Regions from separate parts of the Sus scrofa genome. Here region 2 is linked to region 1. A link is a contact called in public Hi-C data. All regions are on one chromosome and are shown on one strand. The core of a region is the stretch at or near the end of the contact, and the rest is flanking DNA. Distances in the headings are between cores, read along the strand shown. Region 1 holds the start of ZNF70 (zinc finger protein 70). Region 2 holds the start of YPEL1 (protein yippee-like 1).

Region 1 (4,880 bases), core at 878-3,377:
CCTTCCCATGCCCCACTTTAGTCTCTTGCTTTCTGAAAGTTGCTTCCCTCCTAATTTTCATGCCTTCTGATCCCTCCTTTTCTTGGTACCCGGGGATTGCCAGTCTCCCTCCACCACCTGTTAAACCCTGGTGTTTCTGGTCTCCCTCCCTGGGGGCTGTCCATTCCTCTATGGACCAGCTACACGCTCAAGTCTACGAAGTGTTGGAAAAGTTGGCGATACTTGATCTGTGCCCAATGATGTTTTAAATATTTTTGGACCGAAAATCCAAAGGTCTGGAACCCCACGCTTTCCACCTCTCTTGGGCCTTCTCCTGCTGCTCCTGCCTTAGCCCCCATGCTCCGAGGACCCCCCCAGGGCCTGGGCACCCAGCCGACCCTTGGGCCCCTCAGGGCCTCCTGGCTGGGGGCCCGCGAGCGGCCGCGGACCCGCACCTGCTTCCACCTGCGGGAGCCGCCCACACTCGCGCCATCGGAGGGACAGGTGGTTACACTGGCTGCCGCAGAGCCACTCACCTGGGCCCGGGCGGGTACGCTCACCTGGCCGGGGCGGGGCCGCTCACCTGGCGGGGGCGGGGCCGCGGGCGGGCGGGGCGGGGCCGCACCCGAGCAGCTCCTGCCCGCGGCCGTGGCCTCGCTCGGCTGCGGCTGCTGACTCTAAACCCGCGGCGGCCCGAGCGCCCGAGCCCCGCCCCTGCCCGCGGCACTTCCGGGACCGCTCTAGGCATCGCGGAGGCCCGCGTCTCGCTGGTCCCACCGCGTAGCGCGCCGGGACGGTTCGCCGCAGCGCGGGGGCTCCGGGCGGCTTCCCGGCACCTCCAGGCTGGGCAGCCCTTGGCGGGAACGCAGGGGAGGAAATAGGCCGGGAGGGGCAGCCGGCTCCCAGGCACCTGCCCTGGCGGTGGGGCCGGCCAGAGGCCTTGGGGCGCCTGGTGTCCCCGGAAGAAGGGCAGGCGTCCCAGGGCTGCGGAGCCCGTCACCTCGCACAGGGCCGGGGTCCTGCTGGGGTTCATCCTCCTTTCGTGGGGAGTCCTGTTCCTGCCAGCCCACCCCGTACCCACAGAGACAGATGAGAAGGACCCGGTGAGAGTCCAGGAGATGGCTGGGAGCCTAGGCGGGACCCTCTCTGGACCCCCGAGACCTTAACTCAGTGCATCTGAGGGATGATCTCCGTTCAGGCGGCGCCTCTTAGGAGAATGGGGAGGGAAGAGGGGTGTGTTCTTCCGCCCCCACCCACTCCCAGAGCTCAGTTCTGCTTCTGATGGCAAGACTTGCCCCTTTCACCCTCCCCGCCCACCAGTGCTCAGGTGCAGACTGCCCGCTGAGGGAGAGCCTCCCTAGGGGCCAGGGCCCTATCACAGGAAACCGCTAGAACACACGGTCCCAGTGGAGGGCCCCTGCCATCTGCCCACCGGCCTTCAGCACGTTCCATCCTGGCCCTCAGGTGCCTCTGAGTGCCCCCCACCCTCGACTCACACCGCCTCCCAGCCCCACCCAGGCATAGGTAGGGGCTACCTCGCCTAAGCTGGGAGCCTGGGCTCAATGGGGACTGTAGACTGGAAACTGGCATTTGCCGTTTACTTCTACAGACTGAATCATGAGCCACTGCAGCTGCGGACCCTCAACACCCCTCTGAGAGAAGCCCAGGGTGATCAGGAGGGAGGCACTACGTGCTCTGAGAAAACTAGTAGAACAAACCTTCAGATAGTTAGATATTTTCAGACTTTATGAGCCCAGTTTTTGCATCTCCTCGTATCTAGAAAAGCACTAAAATTCTTCGTGGTGACATCTGCTCCTCGTGACTAGCAATAATAACCTTCAGGAGACCAGCAGCGACCTTCTGTAAAACGCGTGCTTGATTGCATGTACCTCCCCCTTCACCAAAATCACACATATACTGACCTTCCCCCTCGCCTCTTTGGAGCAGTTTCTCAGAGCTATCTGAAATGCTGCCTGTCTGACTATAGTCCTCATTTAGCCCCAAATAAAACTGAACTCTCAACTTTTAGGTTGTGCATGTTTTTTAAATCGACAGGACCCAGTCCAGTCACCCTGTGAGCGTTGGACCACAAGCAGCCATGCAGAGCCAGGACCTGCAAGGGCTGGTTCCTTTTTCTCTCACTCCAGCTCTTCCAGTCACAGAAAGGCAAGAGCCACCAGCCTGAGCCCCCTGGGGCCTGTGGGGATGCTGGGCACCACCCCAGGGGTCTTAGATGCTTCCTCTTCTGCAACAACCCCCAGAATCCCTACCCCATACTCCCAGACCAACCACAGTCACTTTTTCAGCAAGGATCTCATGAATAGTTTTTTGTTTTTGTTTTTGTTTTTTTTTGAATAGTTATTTTTGACATGTTGAATATTGTTATCCCATTTTACAGAAGAGGAAAATCAAGGCTCAGGGAAAGATAGGGTCCCAGGGTCAGGAAAGAAGCAGAAGGCAGATGGGAGGCACTCATCCCACATCCCCCCCTATGATTTGATGCCTACGAAGCAGTAATAATCGGCGTCATCCTCAGGCTGCACAGGGCTGATGGTCAGGATGCAGGAGTTATGGGCGGCATCCGCGGCTGCTGAGAAGCGATCAGGGATGTCAGGGGGCCGGTGGTGGTCCTCCTCTGAGCGGTAGTAGAGGAGCAAGCGGGGGGCACTCCCTGCCCGCTGCTGATACCAAGACACGCCGTAGTCCCCAACGGTGGCATGACGGGGGCTGAGCATGCACAAGAGTTGGGCCACTTGGCCTGGGAAGACCAGCAGTGAGTTCCGCTGGGCCAGGGCCGGCTGGGAGACTAAGAAAGACAGACACACTCAGACCCGGCCTGGGCCCTTCCCTCCTGCCCCTGCCCCACAAAGCCCTGGTCAGACTCCAGGAGAATCTGATTCCAAAACTCACGGCCCGGTGCCATGGGATCAACACTGGGTGGGGCACAGAATTGGCAACCCCTAGGCCCCCATTAGTGCCATGTTCCCAAGGATCCATGTTCAGTTTAGGATTCAGATCTCAGAGGGTGGGACTGGTGGCCTCTGGGTCCTTCTGCTGCCCAGCCTCATCCCTTGTTCTGCAGTCCCCTATAGCTTTGATCACACTGGCTCTTCCAAACCCCGGCTACAGACTGACCACCCCCAAGAAGCCTCTTGTCCGTGTGGGGTAGGGAACAGCTCACACTAGATTTCCTTCTGAAAAACTCAAAAGGTGACTGGTCTCTGAGACCCCAGAGTCTGGGGACCCTAGCCATCTGATCATTCACCAGTGGGGAAACTGAGGCCCACCCAAAGTGACCCACCACAGTTCTAGGACAGAGCCATCTGTAGTCAGTTCCCTCCCCCCGTTCCCCCTGCCCCTTCCAGAACCCTACTCACTGCCCACATGGATTTGCTTCCTAGCAGAGGGCTTCTAAAGCCAATGTGCCATCTCCCACTCCCCCCACCCCCCAGGTGAGTTAGGACCAGGAGGGGCTTACCTTCCAGGAGGACCCCAATCAGAAGGAGGGCCAGGTGCCAGCAGGCCATAGCTGGAGGCTGGGAGGCAGGTAGGAGTCCTTGAGTTGGGAGGCTCCAGGTGCTTCAGGGCACACAGGGGAGGCCACTGGACCTCAACAGGGCATGCAAATCAGCCCACTGACAGGCTAGGAGGGGCGGTGCTGGGGACCAGCGGCCAGACCCTATCTTCCCAAATGTCAGAGCCCTGGCCCCACAGGGTCTTCTGAGAACAGAAGCCTGGAAATCCACATGTGCAGTTATAGCAGGTGGCTGCTTTTCATTGAGATGTAGCTTACACAGTAAAGGGCACACATCTTAAAACGTATGGCTTGATGATTATATGTAATGTATACATATCCCTGCAGCTTCTACCTAGACCGAGATTTAGAACATTTCCTAGCATTCACATTGTGGCTCAGTGGTAACAAACCTGACTGGTATCCATGAGGATGGGGGTTCGATCCAGGGTTCTGCTCAGTGGGTTAAGGATCTGGCTTTGCCGTGAGCTATGGTGTAGGTTGCAGATGCAGCTCAGATCTGGCATTGCTGTGCGGGGGCAACTGTAGCTCCAATTTGACCCCTGACCTGGGAACTTCCATACACCACGGGTGTGGCCCTAAAAAGCAAAAAAAAAAAAAAAAAAAAAAAAGGCAGAGGGTACTGCATTTCATCCTGGCACTAGCCTGTGAGCAGAGCTTCTCGCCTCCCTCTTTGCCTGTGCAAGCAGCTGAGGCCAGCTGCACAGGAATCCTGGAGGCACAGCCACAACCACACCAGGCCAATAGAAGCTGGTGCAGCATGCTGGAGAACACCGGCAGTTTCTTACAAAGTTAAACAAACTCTCGTCTTACGACCTACAATCCCTCTCTCGGGGTTTACCAGAGAGAAATGGAAATGTCTCTTCACCCAGAGACCTGCAGGCGAGGGTCTGGTCTGGCTTGATTCATAATCACCCCAAACAGGGAACAATCCTGAATAACCAGTGACTGGGTCCACAGACCATGACACCTCCAGGCAGTGGGACCCTCCTGAGCAATGAGGAAGGAATCATTGACACCACCACCAACCCCGGGTGAATCTCACACATGGAGCTGAGCGAAGGTAGCTGGACCCAAAAGGCTCCACTGTCAGCGTGCGTCCCTCTTTGTGACAGTCTGGAAGAAGCAGGGGGGTGGCAGGGAACACTGTGGCGCTTGCCAGGGGGCTAGTGGTGAATTCTGGGGAGAAATGTTCTGTATCCTGGCTGTGGTGATGGCTCCATGAGATTTGTCACAACTCTGAAAACACTAAAAGGGAGTTCCCGTTGTGGCTCAGTGGATTAAGAATTTGACTAGTATTCATGAGGATGCAGGTTTGATCCCTGGCCTCGCTCATTGGGTTAAGGGTCCAGCATTGCCTTGAGCT
Region 2 (4,880 bases), core at 1,291-3,790, 260 kb before region 1:
GCCTCAATGCCTCACAAACCCCATGGGGACCCTGGTTCGGAGGCTCTGCAGGTGCCAGAGCAGGGGTCCCTTCCCAGGTATGATGAAGCTTGGCTCCGTGATTTCATTTTTCTATCGCCTTCCAACACGCTTTCAGCAGACCTGGTGCTATTACAGGAGGGATGTCACCCAGCAGTCAACTGGACCTCGTCCTCTCGACTTCTCTCCGGAATCCCACTCACACTGCTTTCCCCAGAACCCAGAACTTTCTCCATCCTCCCCTCAATTCTCTTGTCAAAATTTCCATTCACTCCCTGGAGGTTTCACTGATTAGCAAATCTAAATACTTTCTAAAGAGTTAAAACCAAGTGATTCTCAAATGAAGAGTGTTAAAGATGAATGGTTTTAAAGCAAGATTTCTGCTTCTGTACCTTTGAAACTATTTTCCACTCATCAGTCTTCCAGGGAGAGAAAGACACTGAAACCACCATGACAAGTCCCTTGCTCCCTCCACCCCCACCACTGTCCCCCTGACAGAGGGTTCTGATGGAACCTAGTGGAGGAGGTAGGAATCAGACAGACAGGAACACGGCTCTCAATATAAAGAGTTTTATAAATTTTAGTTCTTCAAAAGTGGAAAAAATATTGCTTGGAGTTTAAAGAATGTATCTTTATCAGTTTTTAGTTTTGGCAAACACACCATGGCAATGTGGGGCAGTCACAATGGGGACACTGGGTGTGGGGAACGTTGGGACTATCTGTACTATCTTTGCCACTTTCATCTAGATCAAAAGTTATTCCAAAACAATATTTAAAGGAGTCCCGTCGTGGCTCAGTGGTTAACGAATCCGACTAGGAACCATGAGGTTGCGGGTTCGATCCCTGCCCTTGCTCAGTGGGTTAAGGATCCGGCGTTGCCGTGACCTGTGGTGTAGGTTATAGACTTGGCTCGGATCCTGCGTTGCTGTGGCTCTGGCGTAGGCCAGCAGCTATAGCTCCGATTCGACCCCTAGCCTGGGAACCTCACCTCCGCATGCCGCGGGAGCGGCCCAAGAAATAAAAAAACAAACAAAACCAATATTTAAAGTCAGAAAAACTATGGGGACAAAGAATGAATATCTAAATTGATATATCTGAGTTCCCTTTGTGGCTCAGCAGTTAATGAACCTATCATTCATGAGGACATGGGTTTGACCCCTGGCCTTGCTCAGTGAGTTGAGGATCCGGCGTTGCCTTGAGCTGTAGTGTAGGTGTCAGAAGCCGCTCCAATCCCGCGTCGCTGTGGCTGTGGTATAGGCTGGCGGCTACAGATCCGATTGGACCCCTAGCCTGGGAACCTCCATATGCCAGGGGTGTGGCCCTAAAAAAAGACTAAAATAAATTTAAATATCTGATTCACTTTACTGTACACCTGAAACTAATATAGCAATACAGTAAGTCAACTATACTCCAATAAATAAAAAATCAGAGACTATTAATCAGATTGGTAATTAAGATCATTTGCCCAATCAGGCCAGGCCCTGTGCTACAGCTGCGGTAAGACATGGATTCCCCAGGTCCTGGATGAGGGGTTCCCACCGTGGAATAACTCTAGCTCCGTGGGATGCAAGGGGAGGGCGGTGGGTAGGGGGTGCCCAAAGGCTCAGAATTAGCACCCCTCAGACCAAAGCCCACGGCCAGGGCTTGGGGAAGCAGGGAAGGATTACAAAACTCCACACGGGGATGGAGCAGACTCCTGCCACATCTCCTAGAGCAGGGGGGAGGCTGGAGCGTGCGCAGGTGACACACCTGAAACTGATCCCCAGAGGAGGTAAGCTCAGGTAGTTTAGCAGAAAGAGGGACTGGAAGGTAGAAAGAGTACCATTCCTGGTAAAGGAAACAACAGGTTGAGGGGTGTGTTTCGCGGCGAGAAAGGAAGAAAAAATGCAACCGAACAGAAAAAGCTCGGGGGCGGGGACACTGATTCCTCTGAGGCATCGTCCCATCTTCCCTCCCTAGAGCTCCAGCGCCCGCAGGAGGCAGGCCCGGGGGAGGGACCACGGTTTTGGGGAGCTTAGGCTGTGCAAGCTTCGCACCCACAGAGCCCTGGTGGTGCCACAAGTGGTGGACGAAGGCGAGCGTTTCACTTCGGCCTCGACCTTCACGTGGGGAACTCGAAACGCCCCCTTTGCCATGAACTCGCCGGGAGGCCTCTTTTGTCCTCATTTCCCTCCCCAGTCGAGACCTTTTTCTAGAGGGAAAAGCCTATTACCATCGGGCGCGGAGCTCCTTCCATCCCTTCTCCGGGTCAGGGGGAGAGAGAACGGGGGAGACGCTCCCGGTCCCGCCGCCCTCCAACCAGCCCAACGACGCCCGGTGAGCACCCCCGGCCCGCCCTACTCACGGCCGCCCGCCGGTCCGCGCCCCGGCCCGCAGCGCCCATCGGCACGGCCTCGCTCAGCGCGGGCGCGGCTCTCCGGAGGGCCCGGCGCGGCCCGGGACGCGCTGCGGCGGTTGGCGCCTGGGCCGCGCGCGAGACATCCCCGCCGCCGCCGCCCGCGGGCCGCCTGCCCTTTGTTTTGGAGCTGCGGCCCCGCCGCGCCGCCGTTAACGGCCTCGGAGCGCGGCACCGGCCAATCAGCGCCCGGCCCCGCCGCAGCCCAGCCCCGGCCCCGCCCCGGCGCGCCTCCTCCTGTAGCTCGGCCCGCTAGCCCTCTGCAGGGCGGGGCGGGGCGCACGTGCGCCGGGGCGCGCCGCGCTCCCATTGGCCTGCCGGCGGAGCGCGTCCTCGGACCCAGCCTGTGAGGGTCGAGGGGCGCGGGGTGGGGCCTGGTGGGGCGGGCTCAATGAGGAGCTCAGCGCGCCGGCGCGGATTGCCTTGGGTTGGGCGATCCGCCTGCACGGGTCTCGGGCGGTGGGGACTTCGCACCCCGGAAAGGCCCCGGTCACCCGCTTTTCCCGACATTCGTGCGTTGGCCGAGAGGACTGGGAACCTGGGGCGCGAGTGGGGCTTCCTGGCCGGACCCCTTGGCCACCCCATCCCGGAGCGAGTCCTCCGCGTCGCCTGCCCAGACCCCCTCTAGTTCGCTCGGAGCCGCTGGACTTGAGCGCCTCGGATTGCGCACCTGGCCTGACGGGAAGCCCTTGGCCCGGCAGCTCCGTCTGCCCCTTAACCGCACTCCGTCCCCCAGGCCTCCCTGGCGGTCTTCGTGTGGGTCCCAAAGCCTTTCTCCCTAGATTGGTGTTTAAATCACGTCGTCAGCACCACCATCGCGCACCGTCGAGGTCACAGTGTAGATACCATTTTTTACATGGTAGCACCCTTGAAGCTTCTTTCCTTTTTAGGATACAATGTATCTGCACGGCTCTCGGTGGCTTGGGTGAGCTCTGATTCACTGTTAGAGAGCGGCTATGTTTCCACAAGCCCGCCGCACAGGGTCTTGAAGCTGGTTCCTCAAAGGAGTGTCAGCATCTCTTCATTAACTATTAAGCCTTTCAGGTCTCCTTCAATTTCCAACTGAGTTTCTTTTTTCTTCTGAATTTCAGAATTCCTTAGATTGTTTTAAATATTAACTTTTAGTTGATTTTTTTTTTTTTTTTTTTTTTTTTTGCCTTTTCTAGGACCGCTTCCCGCGGCATATGGAGGATCCCAGGCTAGGGGTCCAATTGGAGCTGTAGCTGCCGGCCACAGCCACAGCCACAGCAACGCGGGATCCGAGCTGCGTCTGCGACCTACACCAGAGCTCACCGCAACGCCGGATCCTTCACCCACTGAGCAAGGCCAGGAATCGAATCCGCAACCTCATGGTTCCTAGTTGGATTCGTTAACCACTGTGCCACGACAAGAACTCTTTTTTCTTTTCTTTCTTTTTTTTTTTTAAGGGCAGCACCCACGGCATATGAAGGTTCCCAGGCAAGGGGTCTAATCAGAGCTACAGCTGCCGGCCTACACCACCACAGCAATGCCAGATCATTAACCCACTGAGCGAGGCCAGGGATGGAACCCACAACCTCATGGTTCCTAGTCGGATTCCTTTCCGCTGCACCACGACAGGAACTCCTTAACATTTAGTTGGTTTTCCATTGCAAATATATTTTCTCAGCCACTCCTTTCTTGAAAAAAGAAATCCTCGTTTTGATGTGAGCCATAGTTTATATAATTTTGTATCCTGCTTTTTTCTGTTTTTGCAGATATTTTTTTTCCCAAGATGTGCAGAAGTTCCCTGGCCAGGGATTGAAATGGCACCACTGCAGTGATCAGAGCCACAGCAGTGACAGTGCCAGATCTTTAACCTACTGAGCCATCAGGGAACTCCCAATTTGCCGTTATTCTTTGCATTATGGTTCCTACCTTCCTTCTTGGAGACACAGTTCTCCCTTAGAATCAAAGTGACTGAGGTATATACCCGAATCTTGGAGGACTCCGCCAGTGCCCTGGCCTGTCAGCTCATTGGCCCTTTTTTGCAAGGATCTTGTCCTCTGTGTGACTCTGATGCACACTGACCTCTCTGACCACTGACCAGTGCCTTCCAAATATTTTTTCCTTTATTTTTCTTCTTTTTAGGGCCACACCTGCAGCATATGGAAGTTCCCAGGCTAGGGATCGAATTGGAGCTGCAGCTGCCAACCTATAGCACAGCCACAGCAAAGTAGGATCAGAGTCATGTCTGGGACGTACACCACAGCTCACGACAACACCGGAACCTTAACACACTGAGCAAGGCCAGAGATCAACCCACATCCTCATGGATACTAGTCAGGTTCTTAACCTGCTGAGCCACAACAGGAACTCCCCTTTCAAATATTTTTAACTATGACTACAGTTAAAACAAAACATTGGATGTTCCTGTTGTGGCACAGTGGTTACGAATCCAACTAGAAACCATGAGGTTGCAGGTTTGATCCCTGGCTTTACTCAGTGG

What was found. Hi-C and Micro-C count contacts between places; a contact is called where the count stands out from the background.
Region 2: a Hi-C map of embryonic fibroblasts shows a contact between it and region 1, with 3 times the contacts expected there. The contact joins the promoter of YPEL1 here to the promoter of ZNF70 in region 1. A contact is called at or near these places in 1 of 5 promoter capture datasets (fetal skeletal muscle) and 2 of 47 Hi-C or Micro-C datasets (both in embryonic fibroblasts).

Annotation. Positions count from the first base shown.
Region 1 is chr14:49,926,983-49,931,862 of Sscrofa11.1, reverse strand. It overlaps ZNF70 (zinc finger protein 70), which reads right to left and starts at 2,127. Exons shown (of 2, transcript XM_013983166.2): 1 at 540-2,127. VPREB3 (pre-B lymphocyte protein 3) reads right to left here. Exons shown (of 2, transcript XM_001929470.5): 1 at 3,458-4,880; 2 at 2,301-2,785. The coding sequence starts at 3,506. The coding sequence ends at 2,469.
Region 2 is chr14:50,188,301-50,193,180 of Sscrofa11.1, reverse strand. YPEL1 (protein yippee-like 1) reads right to left here and starts at 2,540. Exons shown (of 5, transcript XM_003132989.4): 1 at 2,363-2,540.